Regions from separate parts of the Mus musculus genome. Here region 2 is linked to region 1. Evidence: chromatin contacts called from public promoter capture Hi-C data. All regions are on one chromosome and are shown on one strand. Each heading gives the region's core, a stretch centred on a gene start, on an enhancer-like site or on the middle of the called end of the contact. The rest is flanking DNA. Distances are from core to core; before and after follow the strand shown.

Region 1 (5,717 bases), core at 2,003-4,502:
AAACTCTTCTTATTTAAACATTAAACACATCTAAGAAAACTGTTGGGATCCAGGCGTCATCCCCCAAACCACACAAATGCTGACCTGAGTCAGATGGGTATGGTTTATTGAATGCATGTGGTAATACTGATTGATCAGGATCATACATCAGAATTCAGGGGTGGAGTCATGGCATTGAGTGCCTTTTTATGTCAGCTTATAAAGGAAAAACAAAAACACAAAAACCATAATGATCTCATATGCAGGTGCAAAAGTGTTGTGCGGTGGTCAGCTTTGACTCGAGCCATTTTAAACATAACATTTCATATTGTCCTTTGATTTGATGGATCCTACAGAAAGCTTTGTGGAATACCTAACATGCACAAGGCTCAATTTAATTTTTTTTAAAGAACATGATTTTTTTAAAAGGTAAAATTTTAATCTCAACATATTCTCAAAAGCCATGCCCTTACTTAGATTAGAATAGTCTGGGGGTTGGGGTTGGGGCCTGGTCATCTACAGGCCTTGAAGGACTTACCAAAGTACTGTAGTAAAACTTTAGTTAGATATGTATAGGTTGCTTTTCTCACTGCTGTGATCAAATGCTAACAGAAGCACCTTAAGGTGGATTCGTTCTGGTTTGTGGGTTAAGAGGGAACAGTCTGCCATGGTAGGAAAGGGATGTCAGAGTTCACTATAGCAAACGTGTGTAGCTGAAACTCCTCACATCTGGGTAGACACAGGAAACAAGGAACAGGGAATTCTGACGCTCTCTTGTTGACTCGGTCTCTATTCCACCTGGACCTTACAGCCCCTGGGATGCTGCAGGCTACATTCAGGATGGATCTTTGTCTTCCTTTAAATCTCTCTGGAAATACCCTCAACCAAGGCATGAGTCTCCTAGGTGATTCCAAATCCAATGAAGCAGATGATGATTAGGCATCACACTACAGGCTGTAAATTAACCTCAGTACACTAGCACTACATCAGTGTGATAGAATGAGTTGACAGAGTAACTAAAAGCCATATCAGTGCTAACCTTACAACTGGGCAAGAGGGTCCTGCACTAGATCTGCATATTACAGGCCTGCTCTTGTCCCTTCCTGACCACTTAATGTGAGGTCGAGTGGATGCCCATGGCAGTTCACACACAACTCCTAGAACACAGTCCCAGGTACCCAGAATCCAGGCATTTCCAACTCAGAGGGTCCCAGACTGCTCTCCAGAGTCTTCAAAGATCTCTTTCCTGGGCCGTTCTTATAAGGAACCATCACTAGTATTTAGCTTTAGGCCAAAAGGAGGCTGAGACAAACATATGGATACAGATGGGATTGGTCGAATGGGGAGAAGGCCGGGCACATGGATCCCTACTGTGAGTGAGGTGTGTCTCATCATGCAACCCTGAAATTAGGGAATTATTAATTTAATTAGGGTGGAAAATTAGGGGGTGGATTAGGAAAGAATCAGAGAACTAAATTCCACATATTTAGGAACATGGACTGTATTTCCATGTTCTTAAAAAGGTATATTGGTCAAGGCAGGAGCAGAGACCCTATTTTGCTTATAGCCCATTATGCTGATTTATGACATTTTAATTCAATGAAGCGCACACGTGTGCATGTTTGTGTGTGTGTGTGTGTGTGTATGCATGTGTGTTAGAGTGTACAAGTAGAGGTTAGAGAACAACTCTTGGGAATCAAATCAAACTCAGATTGCCATACCTGCAAAGAAAGCATGTTTCATTTGCTGGGCCATCGTCTGGTCCACATGTTTTTGTTTTTAAGCCAAGGTCGGTCAGGCCCGCCTGGAATTAGAGATCCTCCTGCCTGTCCCCTTGAGTCCTGAGATTACATGGATATATTCTACCTTTCAGCATTTAGGCAGACAGTATGAGGAAGGAAGGATAGGCAAAATCATAATTTAGGGTTGCTGACTTGACCATTTCGTTGCTTCCCCTAATGCCAGTATGGTACTATAAGTCAGAGCGCAATGGACATGTGCAGTGTATAGTGAGCATGTTATAGTGGGACAAGACACGGACACATGCCGTCAGAAGCAGCTTAGATTTATTATGCCTTGATTTTTCAATTGAGTTTTGGTCATTACACATTCAGGAACGGTTTACTGTTGCTGAACTTTTTGACACACAGCTCCCTATCCCTAACCCATTCAGATATGGTGCAATCCCCATGGAGTCCTGACACACTATTAAAGAAATGTTGGTGTCAGGGATGCTTTGCATGAAAATAAAACTACCGACTTGAGAAAAGAGACATAAAATTAAAAGTCTAGGATAAGGAACCACATTGACTACAAGTACGTGTGTACATTTTTTTTTTTTTAATTTCCTATTCCAAGTGGGTTTTAGAATCCAGTTGTCTTTCTTCAGGAAGCCTTTTGCCATGTTGATGGAGGCAAGAATAAAGACTGATTCTGTTCTGGGCCTTTATAACCAGTAGTTCCTCTGAACTGATCTAAGGTTAAGTTAGTCTTGCTGTAATAGTCTGCCCAATTCACTCTGGGGCACCTAGGCTTTTTGTATGGTCACAGCTGAGTTGTGGGACATAGGGTTTATGCCAATGTAGTCTGGCTGGGGGCCTTGTTGGAGAATTGACTGCAGAAGTAAACGGTTTGATTCACAAGGACCTAGTTAGAAACCAAATCTTTCTCCCCTGAAAGGGCTGATGGCAACCTGAGCATTGAAAAACATTCCAGCGTGGGATGGCATATTTGGTTTCTTTGTTTGTTTGTTTTATTTTGTTTGGGGGTGGGGTTTGGTGTTTTGAGACTAGGTTTCTCTGTGTTGTCTTTGTTGTCCTGGAACTCACTCTGTAAATTAGACTGGCCTCGAACTCAGAATTCCTACTGCCTCTGCCCGTAGTGCTGAGATCAAGGGCATATTTGCGGTTCTTAAATTTTGTTTTCTTCTAGCTTTTTGTTTTGCTTTCTAAGTGCTGGTATCAAAACAATCTTGTCACAGGGTCTCTCACTGCAAATTCTAGGAAGGTAAATAAGAAACTGCATCTGATAAAATGAATGCGTGTAGGACGGATTCTGTAGGGGAAGAGAAACACAGCGGTAGCAGAGAGAACGTGACACAGCTCCCTTGTCTTCTCCCTGTACCACCAGGGCTGCTCCACCCTTGCCAGTCTCTCTGTCTTCGCCCCTCCCGGACCCACACCGCGGCTAACCCCGCCTCCTCGGCGCCCCGCCCTTCGCCCCGCCCTCTTCAGGCCGCTAGGCGCCTTGTTTACCCGCGGTGCATGTTGGGGCGGTCTCCTTGGGCAACGCTGGCCCGCCAGCTGCCCTGTGGCAATGCCGCGAGGGCGCGGTGGCGGTGGTGGTGGCCTGCGCCAGGCCTCCGCCACCTCTGCGCCCTTGGCGAGCCCCAGCTACTACGAAAGGGTGGGCCAGCTCCAGCAGGCTCTGCGGGACAGGTACGGCCGCGGGACGGGGCAGGGAGTCAGCGGCGCCACTGAGAGCATCGGGGTACGGTGTCCGGCCCACTTCCCGCCAGTGGTTCACTAGTGTTGGAACTCGCCTGCGACCCCCAACTAGCCCCAGAAGGGGTTAGGAGCACAACTTTACCACGGATGCCCCTTGTTTGAAAGCGCAGAGAGACTGTAATCTCTCATGACAACCAAAGCCAGGTCCCTCAGCCTGCGGATGCGGCCGGAAGTGAGAGTGGGAGTTTTTTTGCCTGCCAGTCTTGATCAAACCTTGTGAATTTCTTTAGTCCTCTCTAGTCCTACATGCCCCCTCCTCACTCTCTCTTCAAGTTGTCATCCTACTTTGACAGCCGCACTGCATCAAAGATGACAGGTCCAGGAACGCAGGCTGGAATGGTGTGTGTGTGTGTGTGTGTGTGTGTGTGTGTGTGTGTGTGTGTGTGTGTGTGTGTGTGTTTGCGCGCGCGCTGTAGTCTTTTAGAAGTGTCTGGGGCTGACTAAATTTCTAGTAAAAGGATGAAATTTTCAACGGGTTCAGCTTCGAGGGTTGGGATTGCCTTTGATTAAGACATGAAAGATGAGAACCATTGGAAAAAGCTAGATCTAAGAATGCATAAATAGAAAAAAGTACAAAGCAATTGACTATAAATAACCACATGGAAAGATAAGTTGTTGGAACACTTATTTAGCTGCCAAATTAATTGGACTTAGAAATCTCATTAGTTGACAAGAAAGGAAATAGATTTTTGGATCTTTTGATAAACAAAACATTTAGTGGGTGTTAAAGTTACAGAATCATTCAGAAGGAACAGGAGGGCTGTAACAATTCTAAGATCATAACAGTAATTGCAGGTGAGGTAAAGTAAGTGATTTTTCAAAGGAATTGCATCTTACACTAGACTTAATTTTTGCCAATTACTTGTTAAGTAACTCCCACGGGCCCTAACTCTTCTTTCCGTGTTTTATCTTCTTTCTACATCCGTTTTTTTTTTTTTTTTTTCCTTCTGACACAGTCCTGCTCACCTACTCTAGGGATCTCTTAATCTCCCACTTAAGAAAAAAAAAATTAACCATTTAGGCGTATGTTGGTGGTGGTCTATGCTGAAGAGACAGAAATAGGAGGACCACAGGTTCAAGGCCAGCCTGGGATACAAGCCAGCCAGGGCAGCATAGTGAGAACCTATCTCCAACACACACACACACACACACACACACACACACACACACACACACACCTTTATTTTTCCTACAGAGCTTTTCTTTTCTCAATACTTTCTAATGTTTGCACCTTCAGTGTGCTTAGTGAGATCTCAGAGAGAATACAATAGAGAGAGAGAGAATGTGTGTGTGTGCATGCACAAGCACGTGTGCACATGCGAGCTCAAGTGTGCCTACATTGAGAATTTTAGGTGAGAAGCAACACCTTTTGCTCACTGTGTAGTACAATGGTGGAGGAGGTGTTTTTGTAAAATGTTTGAATTTATGGGTTAAATCCAAAAGTCAATTAGCCAGCGTCTAGGTGTTACAAATGCCTTATGTGGAATGCCATCACCTCATTGTCACTGAATAATGATCTTTTTTCCAGTTACCCAAGGTGGTGGTATTAGATCTCTGCATATATATATGTGTACACATATATATATGCATCAGCTAATTTAAAAGCAAGAACTTTAGTTTTAGTGCCTTTATCTCATTGTCTGTTGTAGTTCAAGAGTGGTATAGTTACCTTTGGCCTTTACTTATTTGTGTTTTGTAGGCAAAGATCTGCTCTTAAAATGTGACTGATTTAAATGACATTCTTTTTGAACTAGGTTAGTGGTAAGTTATTTTTGCCTCCTATGCTGGAAGCACCTGGTTCTTTATGGTCCTTATGGCACAATAACTGTAATGATTATCCACTTTATGTTTAGCACTTTTTGCTTTAATTAGGAAGCAAGGTAAGGTTGTTGAAGTTACATAAGAAACTGGAGTCAGATTTTATGGCCTGTTCATGGTCCTGCATTTGAAGATTTGTTTTATTTTTAAGTCAGTGTAAATCTATTGCTCTGTGTGATCATTTTTCATTTTAAGAATCTGTAAGTGACTCTAATTAATGCATGCTACACACAAGATAGAAGCAAATAACTCTAGAGAGGGAGCTATAGTAAATGAGTAGGAACATGAGTTCTGCCCATGACAAGTCATGAGACTTCACCAAGGGTCACACACACACACACACACACACACACACACACACACACACTAAATGTAATAACATTTTAAAAATTAAAGCCAGTCTCATCATAGGGA
Region 2 (5,717 bases), core at 905-3,404, 2.0 Mb after region 1:
TATTTATTTACCTAGGACTCCTTCCTTTCAGGGACAAGAGGACATGGGATGCTTCACACACGGGGATGTTTCAAGTCAGAGGGAAGAGCACTCTTAAATGATTTCTCCTTCAGAGAGACTCTCCAGAATTTTCTCAAGCATGTCATTTCCCTGTAGGTCTTCCATTTGCAATTTAAGAATAGCACTTATCCCTCTCCCCATAATGGGGCACACCAGATCAACTTGTCAGAAATGGGAAGCACAAACTGAGGGACATAGGTCGGGGTGGAGGGGTACAGGGCTCTGTGTATTGATTGCCCCGCAGGACCAAAAACAGCTCTGGATTTGGGAGAATGTCCTGATTTTCCTACTAGTTAAAGGAGACCTGCAGACCAAAGAACCTACAACTCCTTATACTTTGCTCCATCTGTTGCCACAATTAAGAGGTGCACTGGCCCTCAAGGTCCAAGGCAGCTGGGAAGTGGAGTTTTCTCAAGGTTGATCCCAGCAGCAGGAGAAAAAAATGGAGCAGGATTTAACTCGTTTGTATTTTCAAGAGAAGGTAGAAATGAGCTCTACACACTGGCATACAACTCTTTGTCGTCTAAAACCTGGGCTTCCTTTGGGTCAACTTTGGGGCTTTAGCAGCTCCTGCAGCTAGCTCCTCTGTCAGAGTCTAAGTCTAAGGTAGTCTGTCCATCTACTCAGTGGGTGGAGGGTGATTAGAGCTATCTTGGGGGGTAATTAGCAAAACCCCTGAGGGATATCCCGAGGATATTCCAGGGCCACAAGAAGAGGGAAGCAAGGCTTCTTAGAACAACTAGACAGCACCTTCTGAGAAGACACAAGGGGACCTGCCTGGTGACCTGCACCAACATGACAGCCAAGAAACTCAGACACCAATCTACACAGTTATGTGTCCCTTAAGGATAGAGGCTCCTTCTGAGAAATGTGCCCTGGCCACACTGTGTACAAGCTAATACGGCTGCAGCATCAAGGGGTTGTTTAGCTTTGAGGTTCACCCATCACAAACCGAGTCATGGCTGAAGGGAGCCTGACTGTGTGGTACAGGACTGATCACCACAGCTGTCTGGACCATTCTACAGTGCTACCAAAACAGCAAGGCAGCACAGGCAGTGCTCAGAGAAAAAGACAGGCTGCCAGACTGGATAGAAATGGCCCTTGCTAGCAGAGTCCATAGTGGAGACCAGCAAACTGAGACTTTGAGTGAAGGACCTGAGTGTTCGTGGGTTCCCAATTTTCCAAATGGAATCTTGGGTATGTAGAGAATGCCCTTGTTTTCCGGAAGTGTTGACTCTGAAAGTATACACAAAAATAAGTGACTATAAACACACACCCACGTACACGTGCTCCTGAGTAGAGCAAGGAGATTGGAACATGGCCAAGTGTTTACTGGAAGGATGGGGTGAAATCTGCCGTCTGTCAGAATGAGTTTCAAGTAGCGCGATTAAGTGAAGCCAGATCATTAGCAGTTGACATTGACCCCAGGCGGCTAAGGGAGGTGAGCTCCGCCCAGGGAGCGTTTGACCTACATCCTTAGTACCTTCTCTGGGTGGCCTTTTGGAAACAGAGCTAGGAGGCCCACCCGCTGGGCTCTTCTGAGTTCCAGAATAAACAAAAGATGAATGTTAACACAATGAGTAGACCAGAGAAGAAAGGAAGAGAGAGGACCGCTCCCATAAGAAGCAAAGGTGTTGATTAACAACTGCAGATGCAAACCGCGCCCTAGCTAGGGGTGCCTGGGTGGGAGCGGCCTGGAGACGTCGGGAGAGCAGGGGACAGCAGGGACACGTACCTGCTTACGAGCTCTCACCACCTGTATGGCGCGGCTGTGGTACGCATCGTTGCTGCCCTTGTTGTACTCGCTCACAGCGAAGTCCAACGCTCGCCGCACGCCTTCCTCATTGGCATCTGCCTCCTCCGGGGCTCCCAACATTCGCGGGCCTTGTTTTGGGGTCGCCGCCCAGGCCACGGCCAGGACGGCCAGCAGGAACAGCAAGGAGCGCAGCGGGCTGGCCATGGTTGGCTAGGACAAAGGGATAAAGCTCCAACAAGACTCTGAGTTGGTGCAGAACAGACGCTGCTACTCCGTGCGACTTTTACCCAAATGCGAGCGTTAGGGACCCGCCCGCCTCTCCTGGCTCCTCCTTTTCCGGCGGCCACCCTCCCTTTTCCGTCTGCCCCCTAGCGGGCCCCGCCTCCTCTTCCGAACGGCCCCGCCCTCCCTCTGCTTCAGTCAGCTGCTAGTCTGTTCTTGCCTTGTAGGTCAGATACCTCTTAAAGAGCTGCCAGATTCCCATTCCCTGCTGAGCCTCCCCTCCCCCATCCCTGCCCCGCCTCTCCCTTCCTTCTTCACTCTTAGCTTTCTGTTCTTACCAGTTCCTCTTCTGTGCCCTTTTCCACAGCTTCCCCTTTTACTCCAAGTTCCCTGTTTCATGAAGTGTGGTTTCACCAGAGAAGTTGGTCATTGCTCTCTGGACCCTAAAATGCCAGTGACATCTGAACCCTGTTTCTCCAGAAAGGAAAAGGGCAACGAGTCTTTAATTTCCTGCATCTTCAAAGTTCAGCCTCGATCACTTGATGGAGAGCAGGGTCACTATGTGGGAATGCTCGGAGCAGGGCTATTATTTCATTTTCCTGAAGGCCCTGTCCTAAGATACTTGTCAAAGGAAAATAAATTGATCTTGGGGGAGTGGGGAAGTGTGCAGCATTCTGTGTAACTACTCATTATCCTTAAAGAAACCATCCTAGGCTTCTTCCTAGACCAGGCCACTCTAGGGCCTGGAGATACCACAGGAGGCCAAGCCCCGAATGGATATTGTAACAGGCTGCCCAGTATATCCATCTAAGATGAACCCATGTGTCTTTTATGCTTCCTAGTAGACAGGTTAAAAACTACGGTATGAGGCTGGGTATGATGGCGCATGTATTTAATTCCAGTACATGGAAGGCAGAAGTAGGTAGATCTGTGTTCAAGACCAGCTTGGTCTACATCTCTGGTTCCAGGCCAGCAAGGGCTACACAGTGAAATCTTAGAAGAAAAAGAAGAAGGAGGAGGAGGGGGAGGGGGAGAGGGAGAGGGAGGGGGAGAGGGAGAGGGAGGGAGAGAGGGAGAGGGAGAGGGAGAGGGAGAGGGAGAGGGAGAGGGGGAGGGGGAGGAGGTGGAGGAGGAGGTGGAGGAGGAGGAGGAGGAGGAGGAGGAGGAGGAGGAGGAGGAGGAGGAGGAGGAGAAGACAGGGCTACACAGTGAGACCCTCTTGTTAAAAAACAAACAGACAAATCAGTGATAACAAAACCCAAATATTGAAGTCTTTAATACGTTTTATTTAACCTATCAAATGTAATTTCAATATATAATAATAACTCTTAAGGAAACAGATTATATTCCTTAATGTGTATAGTAATCCTTTAGAGTCTGTGTATATTTGTAACATTTAGGACCAATGTTCACTCAGTCTGACCCCCCTTTCCACATCTGCTAACTGCTGATGCTGGTGGCTATAGTACTGCATAAGGTTTAAGCTTTAAAGTTTAAGGTTTGTGCTAGTGGTAGTATGGGAGGTGATCAATAATTAAGATCAGATGATTATAATGCTCTGTAGAAAGTGAGATAGGGGGAGCAAGAGATGGGTGCCAGTAGATATTAGTTGAAAGATCCCTTTGGGATTCAAACAGTCGAGGAGTTCCACCTAGACCAGGGAGATAGCACCAGTCAGAGGGAATGACCCCTGCTTAGGTGATGAGGTCCAACAGGGCTTTTCTGTTTAGAAACAAGGAACACTGGCAAGGGGTAAGTTTACATAAGCAGGGAAGGGGTAGGGCCAGGACTCTAACTCTGGCAGCTGTGTGGATGCTAGAGGAAGGCTGGGGCTTGAGGGCTATGGGACAAGCTAGTGAGAGGGCAGGCAGCTGAGGATGAACATTCAAGCACAAGGTCTATTCGAGCTGCTCCCCTAAGGGAGCCTCACTGTGGGTCTGTGATTTCCCTCTGATTGGAAGGTTACATAGTTTCCACTGACTTACCAGGAGTGAGGTATTGTTAACATATGACTTATTTTATGTGTATAAAATAATTTCAATGAGTGCACACAAATTCAGCACATGTGGCTGACCTTGTAAAGTTCCCTGGTGCCTTTTTGGTCCGTGTTGGTGCCCACTGGACCCTTGCCAGTCCATCTGTCCCTGGAGGCTCATTTTTCTGTCTATTCTTGGACTTCCTGTAAACATGTAGTGAGAGCAGTGTCTGGCCCTCTGGGGCAGAAGCACCATGAGGTTCCTTTGCACTGTTTCCTTAACCAGATTCTTAGTTCCCTTTCTCTTCAGGTAGAATATATGTTCAAGTGGATACTGTGTAGGCAGACACACCCTCCAGCTCAGGATCAAGCAAGCCCATGCTCACTATGCACCACTGGGAGTAGACAGGATTGAGTTGAGTTCTATGCAGATAGCTGACTTTATTTCTTCTTTCAACCTCACTCTCTTATGTTCTGTACTTGAAAATGCCCCTGTGACAAATGAGCTGGTAGTGAAGGTATCTGGTTTTGAGAGGAACACTGGAAGGTCCTGGGCTCTCAAAGGATACAAAGAAGGATTATATTGGGGGTGGTAGGTACTGGTAACTTAGTGACATCTCTGCTCTGACCTTGGGTCTGAGCTCTGGATTAGACCCTATCAGCAGGAATCTAACAGATACTAACAATGTCACTAATGAGTATTTATGTTAAGGATTAGAATAGGGGACCCTGAGGCATTGCTATAACCTAACCCCACTATGAGTACCAGAGTAATAATGTTTATGCTGCCCTACAAGATAAAGCACCTGCGGCAAGAAAAGCAATTGTCATTTGTAAAGTGGAAATCGTTAAACACCTGTATGTGATATTTTCCTAGATAAATAGAAAAGGGGAGGCAGACTGACAGACAGATAGGAAAGAGGGCTGCATCTGGCCAGGTCTCTCTGAGCAGAATGCTGGGTAGACATTGGATTTTTCTGGGGCTCTAATCTCAGGACCATTGTTTTACAGAGAGTGAGTTGAACCAGGGAGAACCCTCCTTATCCCATCATTTCTCACTAGAAAGAAGGTCCAAGGTGGACTAATGTGGATGGGAGCATGTTGGAGAGAAGTGATATGCATGTTGACCTCTGTGACCATACTGCCTGCCATATCTCTATTATACGGTTGGCTCAGAATTATTTGAGAGAGTAGGTGACCTGTGAGTGGTACCTCTGATCCCCAAGGGTCAGACACTACAGAAGTGTACTTTCAGGAACTGTAAGGACAGCTTCCAGTTAGGTGCAGTAAGAGGTGGAAAGTGAGACAACTCTTGGGTTAAAAAGTCTGCTTATTCTTCATCTAGCTCACTTGGAGGCAGGGCTAGAAGTGGCAAAGAGATGGCAGGCTTCAGTGGTCACAGCTCAGCATGAAAGAATAGTTTGTGTCCTGGGGCCTGCAGTTTCCAGATAAACGACTGACATTCCAGACATTCTGAGAAAAGCAGGAAGCCAAGAGCTGAGCCACAGGGCTCCTCTTATAATAGGAGAACCTGAAGCTTCCCTTATAGAGTGCCTGAGGCTCTTAGAGGTTGGGCTCTGAAGTCCCCTGTGCACCCACTTCTGTATTCTCCCCCTTCTCTCCTTTTCCTATTACCAATTCATGGTGTGATGGGTGCTTCCAGGTTTTGTGCTCGAGCTTCATTGCAGTGTTAGGGCTGGGGTG

The links. Capture Hi-C pulls out chosen DNA fragments and counts their contacts.
Region 2: a contact with region 1 is called in a promoter capture Hi-C map of adipose tissue, with 3 times the contacts expected there. The contact joins the promoter of Cst3 here to the promoter of Kiz in region 1. A contact is called at or near these places in 4 of 39 promoter capture datasets (embryonic stem cells, liver, neutrophils and 1 more) and 1 of 9 other capture datasets (adipose tissue).

What each region holds. Positions count from the first base shown.
Region 1 is chr2:146,852,628-146,858,344 of GRCm38.p6, forward strand. It overlaps Kiz (kizuna centrosomal protein), which reads left to right and starts at 3,253. Exons shown (of 14, transcript NM_001033298.4): 1 at 3,253-3,416. The coding sequence starts at 3,295.
Region 2 is chr2:148,873,358-148,879,074 of GRCm38.p6, forward strand. Cst3 (cystatin C) reads right to left here and starts at 2,155. Exons shown (of 3, transcript NM_009976.4): 1 at 1,796-2,155. The coding sequence starts at 2,020.